2 separate regions of the Mus musculus genome follow, and region 2 is linked to region 1. A link is a contact called in public Hi-C data. All regions are on one chromosome and are shown on one strand. Each heading gives the region's core, a stretch centred on a gene start, on an enhancer-like site or on the middle of the called end of the contact. The rest is flanking DNA. Distances are from core to core; before and after follow the strand shown.

Region 1 (7,423 bases), core at 2,695-5,194:
TGTGTTGGATTGGGCCACAGTCCTCTTCTGCTGCTTTGCTACAGACTAGAGAGGATGTTGCTGTGTGGAGGGATGGTGATGGCCCAGGGTGTATTTTCCAGTCTTTGTAGTTCTAGGATTCCCTCTTCAATGACTATCAAGAGTGTCTAGAATAGTGTATGTGTGTGTACCTCCTTGTCTGTGTGTACATCACATGCATGCAGTGGTCATGGAGGTCAGAAGAGGGTGCTGGACCCCTTGAAACTAGTTACAGAAGGATATGAATGGCTTGGTATGAGTGCTGGAAACAAATCCACGTTGTCTGTAAGAACAGCCAGTGCTCTTAACTGCAGAGCCATCTCCATAGTCCTGATGTCAACCTCTCTAATAAAGTCACATGCACCTGGACATCACAGAGTCCGAGAACATTCCAGGCCAGGTTTCTTAAGAATATTCCACGAAGAGCCATGACATGTCTTCACGGGAAGTCTGGAAGGTTCCTCCCTCAATAACTGGGTATAGCAGATATACTTGTCACTAAGAAGGTGCCTTAGTGTCTGGCTAGCAGCCTGGCCTCTTGGTATAGACTGAAGCTAATGAGTTTATCAATGAGCTGCTACTGCTGCCATAGTGAGGACTGCTGGCCACTTATGAGCCTTGATAGCTGGGGTTCAGCTAGATTCCAGCCTACTTATCACCTCCATAGTGCCTGTGCATGGGCCCTATGTCATCCATTACATGGTGACCCAAACCTTCCCTGCTACCTCAGTAACTGCTTCCTACACAGTCAATGGGAAAAAGGGACAAAGACCCAGAAGCTTCTACGGGAAGTTTTCTGGAGCCTGCAGGGACTGGTTCCTGTCACTTCTGTCTACACACCTTGACTGGAGCCAGGCCACAGGATCCCAAAATAAAGGCAAGGAAGTCTGGGAACTTTTCCCATGAAGAGGGTTTAAATGGCTAGAGCCTCACATCACGTTATCTCTAAGGCAGGACTTCATGCCCATATTTCTTTTACTACTTGAAATTTTCTATATACAGAATGAATGACTGAATAAATGAATGAATGAATAAAATTATGGTGGCCATGGAAGGATTTGACAAAGAGAGGAGAGGAGGAAAACAGGGGAAATGAAAACTTCTGACCCCTCCATGAAGTTGATGGGCCCCTCGGGAAAGACTTGACTTAATATTGGCTGAAGTGGACCATGTTCTTGCGACTGCCATGTTTAAACTTCAGGACTTGTATGATGTCCTTGCTCGGTCATTCTGGCATCTTTGCTTTCACTGAAGAGGAAATGGACCCATTGGAGGTTATACAGCCCTCAAAGGAGATTCAGGTCTGAGTCTGTGCTTCCTGGGTCTACATTTCAGAGAAAGTAGGGTTTCCTGGTCTTCAGCATGCCATCTGGCATCCCTGAGTCCCACAAAACAAATAACTTTACCTTGGCAAATGGGAACCATACACCCCAGCTTCTCTGCTTACATCTCCCAGGAGCTGCAGAGGTGGAGGTTCCTATGAGAAATGGCTTCCTATCTCCGCCCCCTACACAACGTGAAGGGAAAACAGTCTCTCTAAACAAATTCTAAGGAAGCCAGGTCAGTGGAGGAGCGGATCCTCCCCATGTTCTGCAGGATGAATGGGGGGCGTGCTGGCCTCGCTGCGAGGACGGCCCGCATTCAGAGATTTTAGGGCAGATTTGTGTGGGAACAGGAAAAGCCCCTTCACAGCTTTCAGGACAGCTGGTTCCAAGGAGCCCCAGCACATGGGTCAGGGTGCTACCTGCCTGCCCAGTGGGATCTTCAGGATTCAACAAGAACAGCTTTAGGCCTGAGGACAAATTCCTTCTCAATACGTAGAGGCTATGCTGCCACAATGGGTGACCCAGTCAGCAGGGATCGCATGCTACAGTTCACACGGTTGCACTGAGTCTTGTACCCACTCTGGAGCTGGCATCCATACCAAGTTTAGAGATGTGGCCCTTGGCTCACCCTTTCCCCATAAGCACTGACCCCAAGCTTACTTGGAGAACGTCTAATTTTATCCACATGTAGAGACAAAAGCTGTGTGTCTTTTCAGTACTGCTAAGATATAGGTGATTGACCCAGGGTATTTGGGGGGTGGGACAGGACATTGTGAGCAGGTAGGGACTACTTCTTTCTGTTTGTCTCACACAAAGGATAGAATCAGGGTTCATGCCTGGAGAGCCTGGAGTGGCGCCCACAGGGGTCTCAGCAGCCTACTCACAGTGTTAGATGAGCCAATGGGACTAGTGACCCTCATTCTTCTACAAGACAGCCCCTGTCCTAACACCCAGAGCAGAGAGAGATGGGTTGAAGTGAGGACTCTTGTTTTATCTCCTCCCCTGTAATATGGATACACTGGCTGATCTCTGAGAATAAGGAACTCAGTAGGTACACAATTCACAAGGCTTCCCCCAGTAGAGACAAAGATACAACATTTATTTGGCAGCGAAGGGCAGGTGAGGCAGCCAAGAGTGAGTGGAAGAGGTATGCTCTTTGAAAGCATCCGAGGTAGGATGAATCACCACAGAGAAATCCCAGCCAGAATGTGCCTCCAGGTCTGCAAAGAGTCCACTGTTGGTCAGCACCAATGGCTGTGTCCCACAGTGGGCTTATGAAGCCATTGGTAAGAACAGGTGTGTGCTGACAGTAACCCTGGTTACCACAGTGGCTCCCACCAGTGGTATCAGAGCCACTGGAGTGGGGCCTATCCCAAAAGCTGTTGCCTGTATGTGGGGTATGTTCTTCTAGCTGGGCTGCCTTGTCTGGCCTCAGTGGGAGAGGAAACACCCAGCCTCACAGAGATTTGAAGTGCCAGGGTGGGAGATACCCAGGGTGTCTCCACACACTAGTGGAGAAGGGAAGGGGTGATAGGGGAAGGATAGTGGAAGAGGTGCCTGGGAGGGGGACAGTGAATGGGATATAAAGTAAATAAGTAAAAAACAAAACAACAACAAAACCAACCAACCCTCCCCACAAAAAACCCAATAACAACAAAACAACCCAAAACCAACCAAACAATAAACCAACCAAACAAACAAACAAATGAACAGCAAAAAAAAGTTGGTGGGGAGTTCCTGTCAGATGCCTTACTCTGCTCCTCAGAGGGATTTGTGAACAGAACAAAAGGCGTGTGTGGACAGAGGTAGGTTGGGGTCTCACTCCTTCCGTATGACCCCAAGTAATTTCCTTCATCTCTCTGGGCCTTGGGTTCATCATTCATGAACAGCAGTAGATGAAATGAAAGGGTGCAGTGGGCACTGGGCGCCTGCCCCTTACATTGATGCTCTTCCACTATGCCAAGGAAACAAGCTCTCAGGTCTTTTCCAATATCCAATATCCAACCTCAATCTCCGGTTTCTGAGACACATCAACACTGCACAGATACACCTGGCTCCTCTGGCCATGAGTGCAGGAACCAGTGATGGGTGGGAAGAGCCAGTGTCTCTCTTTTCCTAGGCTCCCTGCCTCCCTGATGCCCAGTAAAAACTGCCAGACCCAACAGTGCAAGCAGCCTTTGACTTACAGAGCCAGGGGCCAGGACAGAGCTTGGTGACCCACAGCCTTTTCTTGAACATTTTATTTCCAGACAGACAGACAGACAGACAGACAGACAGACAGACAGACACATATACAGATACACAGATACACACAACTTTTTAAAGTGGAGCCCTCAACTGAAGCCAAACCATAACTATATAGCCTGGCAGGAAAGGGCTGAATCAAGGGCTTTCTTTCCACCTTTTCTATTGGGAAGGCCTCTGAAAGGATTAAAAGTAGGTTAGAAGAAGAATGAAACAGCTGTGTTTCCAGTGTGTACCTGACAACGGCTTTTGTGGAAGTGAATAATTACATGAGAACCGCTTCCTTCCCACCTCTTTCTCAGCCTCCTCCGGGTTGCTAGGCACCCTCGCTCCTTCTCCCGGCTAATGCCACATACAGAAGCAAGTGAATACAGTATGGCCATTATGAGGGGCCTGGAGTCCAGGAGAAGGATTCAAATGCTCCTCCCCGGTGGCTTTATGGGGGAAAGAGGGTTTGGGGGAGCTGACTTTGGATATATTTAAATGCTAATGTGCTGGGCCGGCAGGATGGTAGTGGTGGGAAGGGGCAGGGGATGTTGGCTTGAAAGCCCCACTGCAAACATGTTCTGTTGCTTCTCGAGTGGGTGCCAAGCCCTTCCCTGGGCAGCTGGCTTTGGCCACCCCTGGACCTGCCAGTAAAGTGTCAGTGGGATGGAGGGCTGAGCTGTGAGTACTCAGGCGCTGGCTGGCTCTGTGTGTGTATGGTTTGGGTGTGTAGGCTGATCCTGGTGGCCCGTGTGTGTGCAGTGGTGAGCAGGGGTCACTGTGGCTGGACCTTTGCCCGGGATGCTGAGCGGTTCCGTCTGAGACACAGAAAACAGAGGAAGTGGGTGGGTGGTTGGTGGTATCAAGTATGTAGCAGTGACCTTTGGTGTCTTATGTAATAAAATCCTGGGGGCTATGCATACCTGCCCCAGTTTTATCACATGAGGCACTGAGCCCCATTTTGAAAGGGCTCAGCAGAGGAGGTTCAGAACTAGGACCCCCTTCTCAGCTTGGACCTCCCCCAAGGTCTGTTCATGGGCTCAGAGATCCAGTTAAACCAAGATCTTCCCCATTGGGACTTCTTCAGGAGATCATCCCTGGTGTTGTAGATGGCACATTCCACATGCAGGACTTGGCAGACACTCATAAGCCTCATTGACTCCCACTAAGAGCTACAGGTGCCCCTTACCATTGTGAACACCAAGCTGATGGCCCATCTCATTCAAAGTGACCTGGATGAGAGGTCCAGCCTTGCTTTGGCAGGGGTCTGGTCTGGCAGCAGTAGCCCTCACCCACAGACAGCACCAGGCCAGTGTGCCCTGGACCAAGCCAAACTCTAGCTCCCAAGTCCAGCCCTAAGCTGGCATACTCTCTTGTGTCAGCCAAGCTGGCCCTGGGATGAAGCCTCAGCCCCTCCCACTATGGCCACGTTCTTTCCTCTAATAACTGTGGAAATGATTCAAAGTCAGGGATGCTTTGTGTCCCCTGAGGGCCATGGCAGTGTGGGGTCCAGTTTACAGAAAAGTAAACTTAGGGTTGGAGGAGAGAGAATATAACTGTCGGGTAAAAGACTGCTCACTTTACTATGTCTGCCTCCACACAGAACAGAGATCTTCCAGCACCATTAAGTTCCCTGAGCATCATCTGTCTGCCTTAGCAAAGACGGGGTTCCATGAGAGCGCCCAGCCCTTTGTGCCATGCCTGGCAAAATCTCAAGAACAGAGACCGCATCTGCTCGAGACTCAGCACACAGGAACTTAACCTGCAAGGTCCACGCAGAATCCTAAGTATCAGGCCAGGTGAGGAACCTGTTGGACTGAAAGGGAAGGGGACCCGAGTTCCTTGGCAGATAGTCCCTGAAGTTCACGAGCATCCCCCTAAAGCCCCTTCTTTTCCTCTTAGCTTTGGTTTCCTATTATATAAAATGCAGAAACCAGACAACAATGGCGATGTCCACTATGTGACACGCCTACCCCATTCTCACTGCTGCCCAGGTCAGGCATTACTAATCAATCATTCTTCAGTCCTCAGTCCTGCTATGGTGAAAAGGGCCTGCCACCAGCCAGAGTTGGCCATTGAGTAAAACCTGGGAGATGACTGTCCATCTCTGACATTTCAGGCAAGGAAGAAATAGCTAGATTTCAGGATGAGTTGAGCCCGTTGCAGAAGTCCCATGCAGAAGCCCATAGTATACTCACAGAAATATACATGTTTAGTAGGTCACTGGTGCATGCATTGGCCCGGGAGGCTAGAAGGGAACAAGATGGCAAAGATGCAAACAAAATCCTAGGCTGAGAAAGCTAGGGTGGGACTGAAGTTGCCTAGGAGGGGCACTTCCAGACAAATGTCTAAGTGAGGGATGAGGGGCATTCCTGACCCCCAACCCTCACCCCTCCAGAGTCCATGGCGCAGGTACCAATTTATCAATGCATATTTGGTTGGAAGTTATTCAAAGTTTCCAAGCAGGAATGTGCCTGTGGGACTCACAGGGAGGCTGCAGGAAGAGATTACTCAATTCTGTGATGATCAGATGCCTGATGCTGTGTGGGAACACACTCAAGTCCCCAAGGAGCCTCCTAGAGAGGCATGTTGTCTGGGGACTCCCAATAGTCACAGGAGTCAATGAGTTTCCTCCCTGGCTGAGAGTCTATCCTGGAATGAGTCCCCTGTGGCTGGGGATAAGGAGAACGTAGGTGCTTACAGCGCTCTGAACTGCACTTAAGTCTGGGCAGACGTCTGAGCTTTTTCTGCAGCTGAGAAGCCAGAACTATTGCAGAGACTCTTTCTCGGTCATATTTTCTGACCATTATCTATATAGCTGCCAGATATGTGCATTCAGAAGTAGTCAGAACCCCAAGATCCTCTGCTCAGGAGCCTGCAACCTAGCAGGTGCGCAAGGGGAAAGGAACTTAGACAAGCAGCAGACCTGGAGGTCAGTTAGGATGGGTGACCTTGGAGAGGTTGAAGCCACAGTGTCTCTGCGGGCGATGGTACAGCTGGGAACTGGCAGGCTGCCCTGGCAGTTCATGGCAGTGCTCATGCAAAGAGCTCACAGGAAACACTAAGAGGCCAGAAAAGGTCATGGCTATGTGTGTCTAAAAGGGATTTTTGAAGGGTGAAGGGCTGTGCGTGATCTTGAGCTGAGGAAGCAGAGGAAAGTGTGCTCTCAGTCCTGCAGGGAGCTGCTCCTAACTTCTAACTCCCTGTTCCCACCCCGGCCCTGATTGTGGAGACTTCAACCTGTAAAGCAGGCCTGGCTTCCTCCTTCTGGTTTGGAACTCCCCCACCCCCAACAGTCACCCCTGCCCAGCTCTCTTGGGAGTCAACATCTCTTCTTCTAAGGGCAGTAGATGCATCCCAGAGTTAGCCTCTAAGGCTTTCCTCAGAGTCTCTGGCTCTCCCTGAAGCCAGGTCTCTCAGGCAGCAGGTGCTCTTGGGAGTGCGAATGGCCAGATCAAACTAATTAACACACACATTCTCTCACAGTATGCAGTGTGAGGGGAGAACATTTAATCGACTCTCTCAGTGATTTTTAAATATGCCATCTTTTGGATTTTACTGGGAACTGGTACCAGGACTTAGCCCTCTACCAAAATGCTAGAAGGCTCAGCCCTTAAATAAAGTAGTGAAGTATTTGTGTCAACCTCTGCATACCTCCTGCACATTATCTTGTCTGTCAGTGACTGGCAAAACCTAACCTGCCTGAACCCACGGATGAACTGTTGTGTGTCATTTAGGAGAGAACAATGGGTGAGTGAGGCTCTTCAGGCTCAGCAAGGATGCAGTTTGGTTTATTGACCAAGAATGGTTCAACCTGAGGACTCCTGCCTTCTATCCCTCTGACCTCTTCA
Region 2 (7,423 bases), core at 1,516-4,015, 180 kb before region 1:
GTGGTATCCCCACAGCCAGCCGCACGCACCCAGAGGCAGTGGCTGGTGTCCTCTGTTGGGACAGCTGTGGCCAGATCTTGTGAAATAGACCAATAGACCTCACACATGCCCTTTAACCCTGTGACTGTCAACTCGTGCCTCTTCCTTGGAGAACCCAAGCAATGACCACACAGTTCAAGTCCAGGCTGAGAGACAGGAAACAACTTCTCGGCCCTCCAATCCAAGACTCCCCAAGTCCACCCCAGCCTGACCACATCCGTTTAGAAAACATGTGTTTGAATACCGCCCCGGATCCATACCACACAGGAGCACAGAACTGAGCCTGCCAGGAGAAGGAGACAGGTCTGGGTGGCAGTGAGAATGACAGCAATGTCTGGAGCGTCCCCGGGGCCTGGCCCTGAGGTGGCTGGCTGAGGAGTCCTCTACCTGTTAGAATTAGAGGCTACAAGAAGGACCTTTTTACCATATACAACATCTAACTAGATCTGCCCCATTTTTACAGCTGAGAAAGCCATGAGGCTTGGGGCTAGAGATGTAGCTCAGTGGCCGAGTATTTGTCTAGCACGAACAAGGCTCCCCAGGTGGATTCCCAGCATCACAGAACAAAACCAACACAGCAAGGGGTGCACAATGTCCAGGAGCTCAGAGGCTTGCCTCGCTGGGTCTGTCAGTGTCACAGTGACAACTGCTGCTACTACTTTGGTGAATTACAAGGTATCTTTGCAGTGCTGTATCAATGTGGCATGGTTAATTCCTCCACCCCCGCGCAGGGAAGAAGGAACCATGAACATCTCCAATCAAAACATGGGGAAACAGATATATGTCAACGGCGCATAAGAGACAGCATGATGACCGGACCCAGAAATGTACCTTCAACCTCTCCGCCATGCCTTGGTACTGAGGAAAAGCCACGGTGCCTCTGCCAGGCGTTCCTTGACTATAGAAAGGAGTGTAGGCAGGAGAGTTCACTCACAAATGCCTCCCCACAACCCTCAGCTCAGGGCTGGGGACCCCGTGCAGGCCACGACTGCCCAGTGTTGGGGGAGGGGTGCTAGGATCGTGGCAGGCAGCACGGCTCTGAAATCATAAATGGGGAATACCCAGGTTTTGCGGGTCTTTGACATATTTCAAAACAGCATCAGTCAAACCCTGTCTTCCACCAGGAGCAACGTTCTGGGGGCAGCTAGGTGGCCCTGATGGAAGGTCCAGCAAGTCCTGAGATACAGCAGGGTATCAACATGGGCGGAGCAGGGATTCCTAGAAAGCTACTCAATGACAGCAACCCACCCAGAGCCCCATCGGAGGCAGAAGCAGGGATGCTGCGGACCCTGTTGCCTAGCATCCCTCTATTGTTTGTCTCCACCGCTGCCAGCCACAGCACAGAAGGACCTGAGGTTCCATCCGCCTCTTGAGTCTCACTGATAATTTAAGATACAGGCAAGATTGGTTGGTACTCAATCCACTCCACCACGGACCAGCTGGGCAACTCTAAGCAATCTATTGAACCTCTCTGAGTGTCCACCTATCGCTCAATAACGGTACCTTGCATGGCTGCTGTATAAACTATGTTAATCCATAACCATCTCATAACCATGGGGGGGGGGGCTCTTTCTCTGTCTCCAAGGATTGCCGGTGGCCTTCAGGCCCCCAAGAGTGTCGGATCTCCACCTACTCTCTCCTTTTTGTTCCAGTAACACACTTCACCCCTGGTTCAGGGTCCTGCCCTTCCTCCTCCCCACCCCCCACCCCCCAATAACAGAACGCGCTCTCAGAGCAGTCAGCCTGGGGATCTTCCAGTTCCCTCAGCTCCATTCCGTCTGGAGGTGGGAGCCCCCTGTCGGAGGAGAGCCACCCTGCCTGGAGCAACCCTGTGTCTCCATCGCCCAGGCTAGCAAGCGCCTCAAAGGTGGCTTCTGTAAAGATCAGTTGTGCTCTGATTCAAGACTCTAACTTTCAGAGCAACACGGCGTAAATTGCAGAATTTGGTATCCCCTAACGCTCTCTGGGAAAAGGCAGCCCTCAAGGATCTTCTCTGCCATCAGAACACACCCTGGCCACAGTATCAAGTCTTCTGGCTCGGCCAGGAAACGACGATAAAGCCGGCTAGGAAAGGAGGGAGCGCTGGCTCAGACGCTTCTCATACCCAGACACCTGGTTTGGGTTCCACCTAGCTAAGAAGCTTGGATTCATCCAATTCAGTCTCAAGGCTGTTCTCTAAGAGACAACTTTCCCTCCCCAAGCCTCAGTTTCCTCCTCTGTAAAGTGGGTATACTAGTAGTACCTGGGTCCCGGAGATTCAGAAGGATTTGAGATAGTGGATGTCCGGAGCTTGGCACGGAGATCGCACCTCAACCCAGAGTCTGCGTCCACGGTTAGCATCAAAGCCAAACCCTGAGGAATCTCGGGGAGCCGTTGAGGAGGCCCCCTGGCCCAGAAATCGGAGGCGGACTCTAACCGGTGAGCCCGGCCCCAGCTCCGGGAAGCCACAGGTGTTTGTGCTTACGGGCATAGCAGCCACAGCTCCGATACCCTGCCCAGGCCGCTAGAGCATCCGGCGCGCCCACCTCGTGCGGCCACCTGCGGGATGTCCCCACCGCCCTGCGGGGGCGCGGAACTCAGAGCTGGGCGTGCGCGCATCCTTGCCCTCCTCCCGCCGCCCGCCACCGGGTTCCCGCCCCTGCCCGCGCTGCGCTCCGACTCACCCGCGCCAGCTCCGGGGAAAGTTTGGCGGCGGCGGCCAGACTGCTCGGTGCGGTGGCGGAGGCGGCCGCGGGGGTGGCGGGAGCACGCGGAGGCGGCCTCGGGGGAGGAGCCGCTGAGAGGCCCGCCCACCAGCAGCCCCAGGGCACCCTCCCCCGCCCATCTTCTACCGCCGCGCCCCGCATCTGTGGCGGAGCCCTGAGCTTGGCAAGAAGCCAAGGATGGATCGGAAGCCTGGCGACAGCCCTCCGACACTGCCACCGCATGCTAACCCGGGGACACGCAGAGCCACAGACCAGACCTCAGATAAGGAGGAGCTGACAGGATTCTTCGCAAATTCAACCGCAGGTGGACCAAGGGACTAGTTGGGTTTTTGTTTTGTTTTGTTTTGTTTTGTTTGGGTTTTGTTTTGGTTTTTTGTTTTTTAAATTAGTGACACTGATTGATCCGGATCACCAAGACTCGGGAGGTTTAGAACCGCACAACCACTGTTTCTCTAGATCCTGAAGAATGAATGCGCTCTCGCCCTCTCCCTCCCTCTTTCCCTCCTTCCCTCCTGTCCTCATCCTGCAAGTGCTATGCTGAAACTCAGGGCCTTGCGCTGAGCTATCCCGACCTTGTTCAACTCTCACTGTACCATTACACTTAGGAACCTGTGCCGGCTAAGAGGAGAAGGCGAGAGTGTGTTTTTGTGTGTGTGTGTGTGTGTGTGTGTGTGTGTGTGTGTGTGTTGGGGAAACTTAAGGAACTGTTTTTTTGTTTTTTGGGTTTTGTTTTTCTGAGCTAGGAGAGGGCGTTTCTCCTTCTTTGCTAGGGAAAACCCTTTTAACATTCAATTGTGGCTTCAGATGGCAACAGTCAGGGAAGGGAGAACAACTGAGGAAGGGAAGTGGCTCCTCTTTGCTATGACACCGTGCCCCCTAGAAGGGGCTCATCCTCCCGCAGTGGTATGTAGTTGTGGGAATGCAGGCCCAGCCCTGTGTGGCTCAGTTCCAGACTTGTATGGATGTCTTAGTCCCCTCCTCGTAGCCCTGATTTAAATCTCAAACTACACCAGAAAAAAGAAGCAGTCATCAGCCCTATTTATAGATGATGGGCAGGTTTTGTAGCTTCTACCATGTCCTCACCGAGAACTGCACTTCTAGCCTACCCAGCCCAAGTCCAAAGGCCAAAGTTTTTAACACAGAGGGGCGGAGGACAAGTTAATGATGTCTTTTACACAAAGGGCTTACTTGGTAAGCACCTCGATATAGCCCTTGACCTTGAGCCTGTCTGTGCCTGCCTGGAAGGTGGGACTCCAGACTCATTTGAAATGCCCTTAGGAACCCAGGCAACAGGTGGCTGAATTCAGGTCAGCTGGCAGACCTGGGTGCCAACCCTGCCAGACCCTGACCCTCTTTGACCTGTACCTCCAGAGACCAAGGAGCCCAGGAATCCACAGCACGTTCTACTTCCAGTTGCTACTCTAGGGCCTCCATATTTACACTTTGTGGGACTAATGCACTGTTTGGAACTGAAGGAGTGACCAGGATCGCACCTGTTATAAACTGTAAGGCAAGATATTTCCTCTTCACAGCTGTGGAGTTTACAGGAGTTGGGGCGTATGGCAGAGAGCCTTGGAAATCATCTCTCTTCTTCCTGAAAGTCAGCAGCGCCCGATAACTTGGAATTCTGCTTGAGAAGGTTTCACTTCCTAAGGCCTATTATGGTCTTGTTCTACCCATGGGATTTTTAGAAAAATCAGCATTTTAGAAACAGTGTATCAGGCATTATTTGAAGCTTCTGTTGTTTTTTGGGTTTTGTGTTTTGTTTATTTTGTTGTCATTTTGTGACTGACAGAGCATAGGGTAACCTGGGCCATGTCTAGCTGAAGTCAGCCAACTACCAAGAGGTAGGTAGCAAGTGAAAAAACAAGGCTAGTCCTCTTGTCCTCCTGTCCTCCTGTCCTTCCATCCAGTGGAGGCTCTTCCCTGAGAGGAGTCAACTTGCCTGCTTCTCAGAGCAGCTCAAAGGGAGGCTCTGTCTTCATCTGGTTTGCAAATGAGAAAACTGAGTGTTCTTGATTGGCCAAGCCTGAGTCACATGCTGATGGCTGGTCTAGTCAACTGCTCTTCAGACACTTAAGATTAAAAGAGGGCAAGAGATGGCTCCCCAGATTCAGGTGTGATGAGCAGAATGTGGCATTGGATCTGGGGATTGCAGGAGTCCCCTCTCTCCAGAACTGTTTTTGGGATTGGGTCAGTGTGTGTGTGTGTGTGTGTGTGTGTGTGTGTCTGTGTGTCTGTGTGTGTGTGTGTCTGTGTGTCTGTGTGTGTGTGTGTGGTGTGTGTCTGTGTGTGTGTCTGTGTGTGTCTGTGTGTGTGTGTGTGGTGTGTGTCTGTGTGTGTGTATCTGTGTGTGTGTTTGTGTGTGTATGTAGGTCAGGGCAGCCTTTGGCACTGGTAGGTGCTCAGTAACTGAGTGACCTCCCTTCCTTCCTCTTCTGGAAAACAGGAACTGTGGCTCACCAAACCCAGGCCAACTTCTCCCTATTCACATAGGGAAACTGAGGAAGATCCATAGAAGGGACTTGTCCAAGGTACCCCAACCTTGTCAGCCATAGAAACATGACTGACTGGGTACAAATCCCACTGGAAGCTGTCAGCTGTCAAGTTGCAGCTCCACCACCACCAACCCTCTCCCCCCCCCCCCACCCACACACACTGGTGAGGAGGGAGCTGACTGCCTTCATAGACGAGACTGGAAACTCACAAAGCCTTCCCAACCCAGAGGAAGTGAGTACCACTTATGTTGGGCTCTCAAGTCATGCCACAAGCTCTAGACAACGTAGTTCTGGGCAGAGTGCCCAATCAGCTCCCACCCATTAGAGCTTACGTCAGCCAGTTCCTCAGGGGACAGCACGCTCTGGGTGCTGAGAGACCCCCAAAGCTGTTCTTATGAAACTGCCCAGATTAGACAAGATGGCTCTTTGCTTGACTGTTCCTCTGCTTGGTTTGAGAGAGCAAAGTGCATGTTACAGGACCAGAGTGGGGAGAGAGCAGGCTGTCCTTCAGTCATCAATGTCAGCCTTCCAGTAGGCTCTCACCCAAGTCCCAATCCCTGGCCTTAGACAGTGTTACAGTTTGGATCTGGAATGTCCTCAAAGGCTCATGTGTTCAAGCCTTGGTCCCCAGCTGGTGACACTATTGGAGAGGGTGGGGAATAGGAGTTGGGGCTCAGAGGGAGGAAGCAGGCCTCTGGGAACAGGATCTGATGGTTGTATTTTATCCCCTGCTCCTTCCTCTTAGTCTTTCCCTCTCTCTTTGCTTCCTGGGAACCATGATATAAGCAGTCTCTCCCTCCACAATGAGCTTCTGTTGCCTTGAGCTTCTGCCTCAGTTTGGGCCCAAAATAATGGAGCAGACCACTGGAAGCCATGAGTTAAAAAAAAAAAAAAACCTGGAAGCCATGAGTTTAAAAACCCTGGAAGCCATGAGTTAGAACAACCCTTTCTCATCCCAAAAGTTGACCTTTTTCCCCAGAAAATTTGTCACAGTGATGGAAAGCTAAAACTGGAAGTCTTATTCTTCCACTTCAAGGTTGACAAGATACACGGTGAGGAATAAGTCTGTCTATCTATCTTACTGCCTGTCTGTCTATCTGAAGGGACTCTAGCCAGCTCAAGCATGGCAACATAGCTTTGGCAAGGCTTGCTCTTCTCCCCTATTCCCTTTGCTTTGCTAAAAAAAAAAAAAAAAAAAAAAAAAAAAAAAAAAACAACAACAACAACAACAACAACAACAAAACAAAACAAACAAAAAAAACTGTTAGATAACATCCTCAAACCTAACCACCAAGGTCCACTACCTATCTGGCCACTTCCTCCTCTTGAGGCTGACCACCAAAGTCCAGCTATCCAAGTACTGAAGTGCAGCAATAAGAAACCCTCTTTGGCTCACCTAATTAATATGTCTGACATATTAATTAGACACCTCATCCTGGCTCAGGGTTTCGCTTTATAAACTGTCACTTGCCTATGGCATGTCTGTCTCTTCTCTATCCAGAGGCAGTCCTTTGTTATCATCCTGCCTCTGCCTCTGCCTCTGCCTCTGCCTCTGCCTCTGCCTCTGCCTCTGCCTCTGCCTCTGCCTCTGCCTCTGCCTCTGCCTCTGCCTCTGCCTCTACCAGGCAAATATCCCTTCTCCCTCTCTTTATTCCCTTCCCTTTCTCTCTCATCCTCTATTTCCTGTTTTTGTCTTTTATTCCTTGCCCACTGTCCCTCTGGGACAAATAGATCTCCTTTGTGCTGAGAACTTGGTCTTAGGGGTCCTGAGCTGATACCATACCCTCCACTATCTATCTATTTGAGGATGCTGAGATAAACCTATGTCCTTGATCACACCAAATATGACATATACCATACTGGGATGAGTAGATCTGTCCCATGGTTTTGGTGTGCAGTCTGTGACAGAGTTTAAGGGACAGCATTTCAAGCAGAGGAAGTCACCAGGGAACAGAGCACAGGACTGGGTAAAGAAACATAGACAGTGGTATCAAGCTGCCTGCACCCAAATCCCAGCAGAGTCCTGGAAAAGCATTGTGCCACTTTGCACATAAGCGCCCCCCCCCCTGCCCCATCCACAAATGAGGATGATGGCATCCAGCAGGTAGAGACGGTTAAGTGTCTCAGTTCCACAGAACAGAATAGATGGCCTCACAAGGTAGGGATTCCATGAACACAGAC

Evidence for each region. Hi-C and Micro-C count contacts between places; a contact is called where the count stands out from the background.
Region 2: a Hi-C map of neural progenitor cells shows a contact between it and region 1, with 2.5 times the contacts expected there. The contact joins the promoter of Hrh1 here to the enhancer-like site in region 1. A contact is called at or near these places in 3 of 39 promoter capture datasets (embryonic stem cells, hippocampal neurons and stem cell-derived epiblast-like cells), 1 of 484 Hi-C or Micro-C datasets (neural progenitor cells) and 2 of 9 other capture datasets (embryonic stem cells and pancreatic islet).

The regions. Positions count from the first base shown.
Region 1 is chr6:114,213,747-114,221,169 of GRCm38.p6, reverse strand. The region is part of intron 6 of Slc6a11 (solute carrier family 6 (neurotransmitter transporter, GABA), member 11); the gene reads right to left. Among named protein-coding and RNA genes, the nearest start is that of Gm52916, 52 kb to the right of the region's middle. Within about 2 kb of position 3,944, at least 24 of the 459 cell types and tissues checked have an H3K27ac peak or open chromatin away from gene starts, as enhancers often do. A contact at or near this core is called in hippocampal neurons, neural progenitor cells and pancreatic islet, where this site is marked.
Region 2 is chr6:114,393,278-114,400,700 of GRCm38.p6, reverse strand. It overlaps Hrh1 (histamine receptor H1), which reads right to left and starts at 2,765. Exons shown (of 2, transcript NM_001317125.1): 1 at 2,703-2,765. Gm38875 (a long non-coding RNA gene) reads left to right here and starts at 2,950. Exons shown (of 3, transcript XR_869365.2): 1 at 2,950-3,048.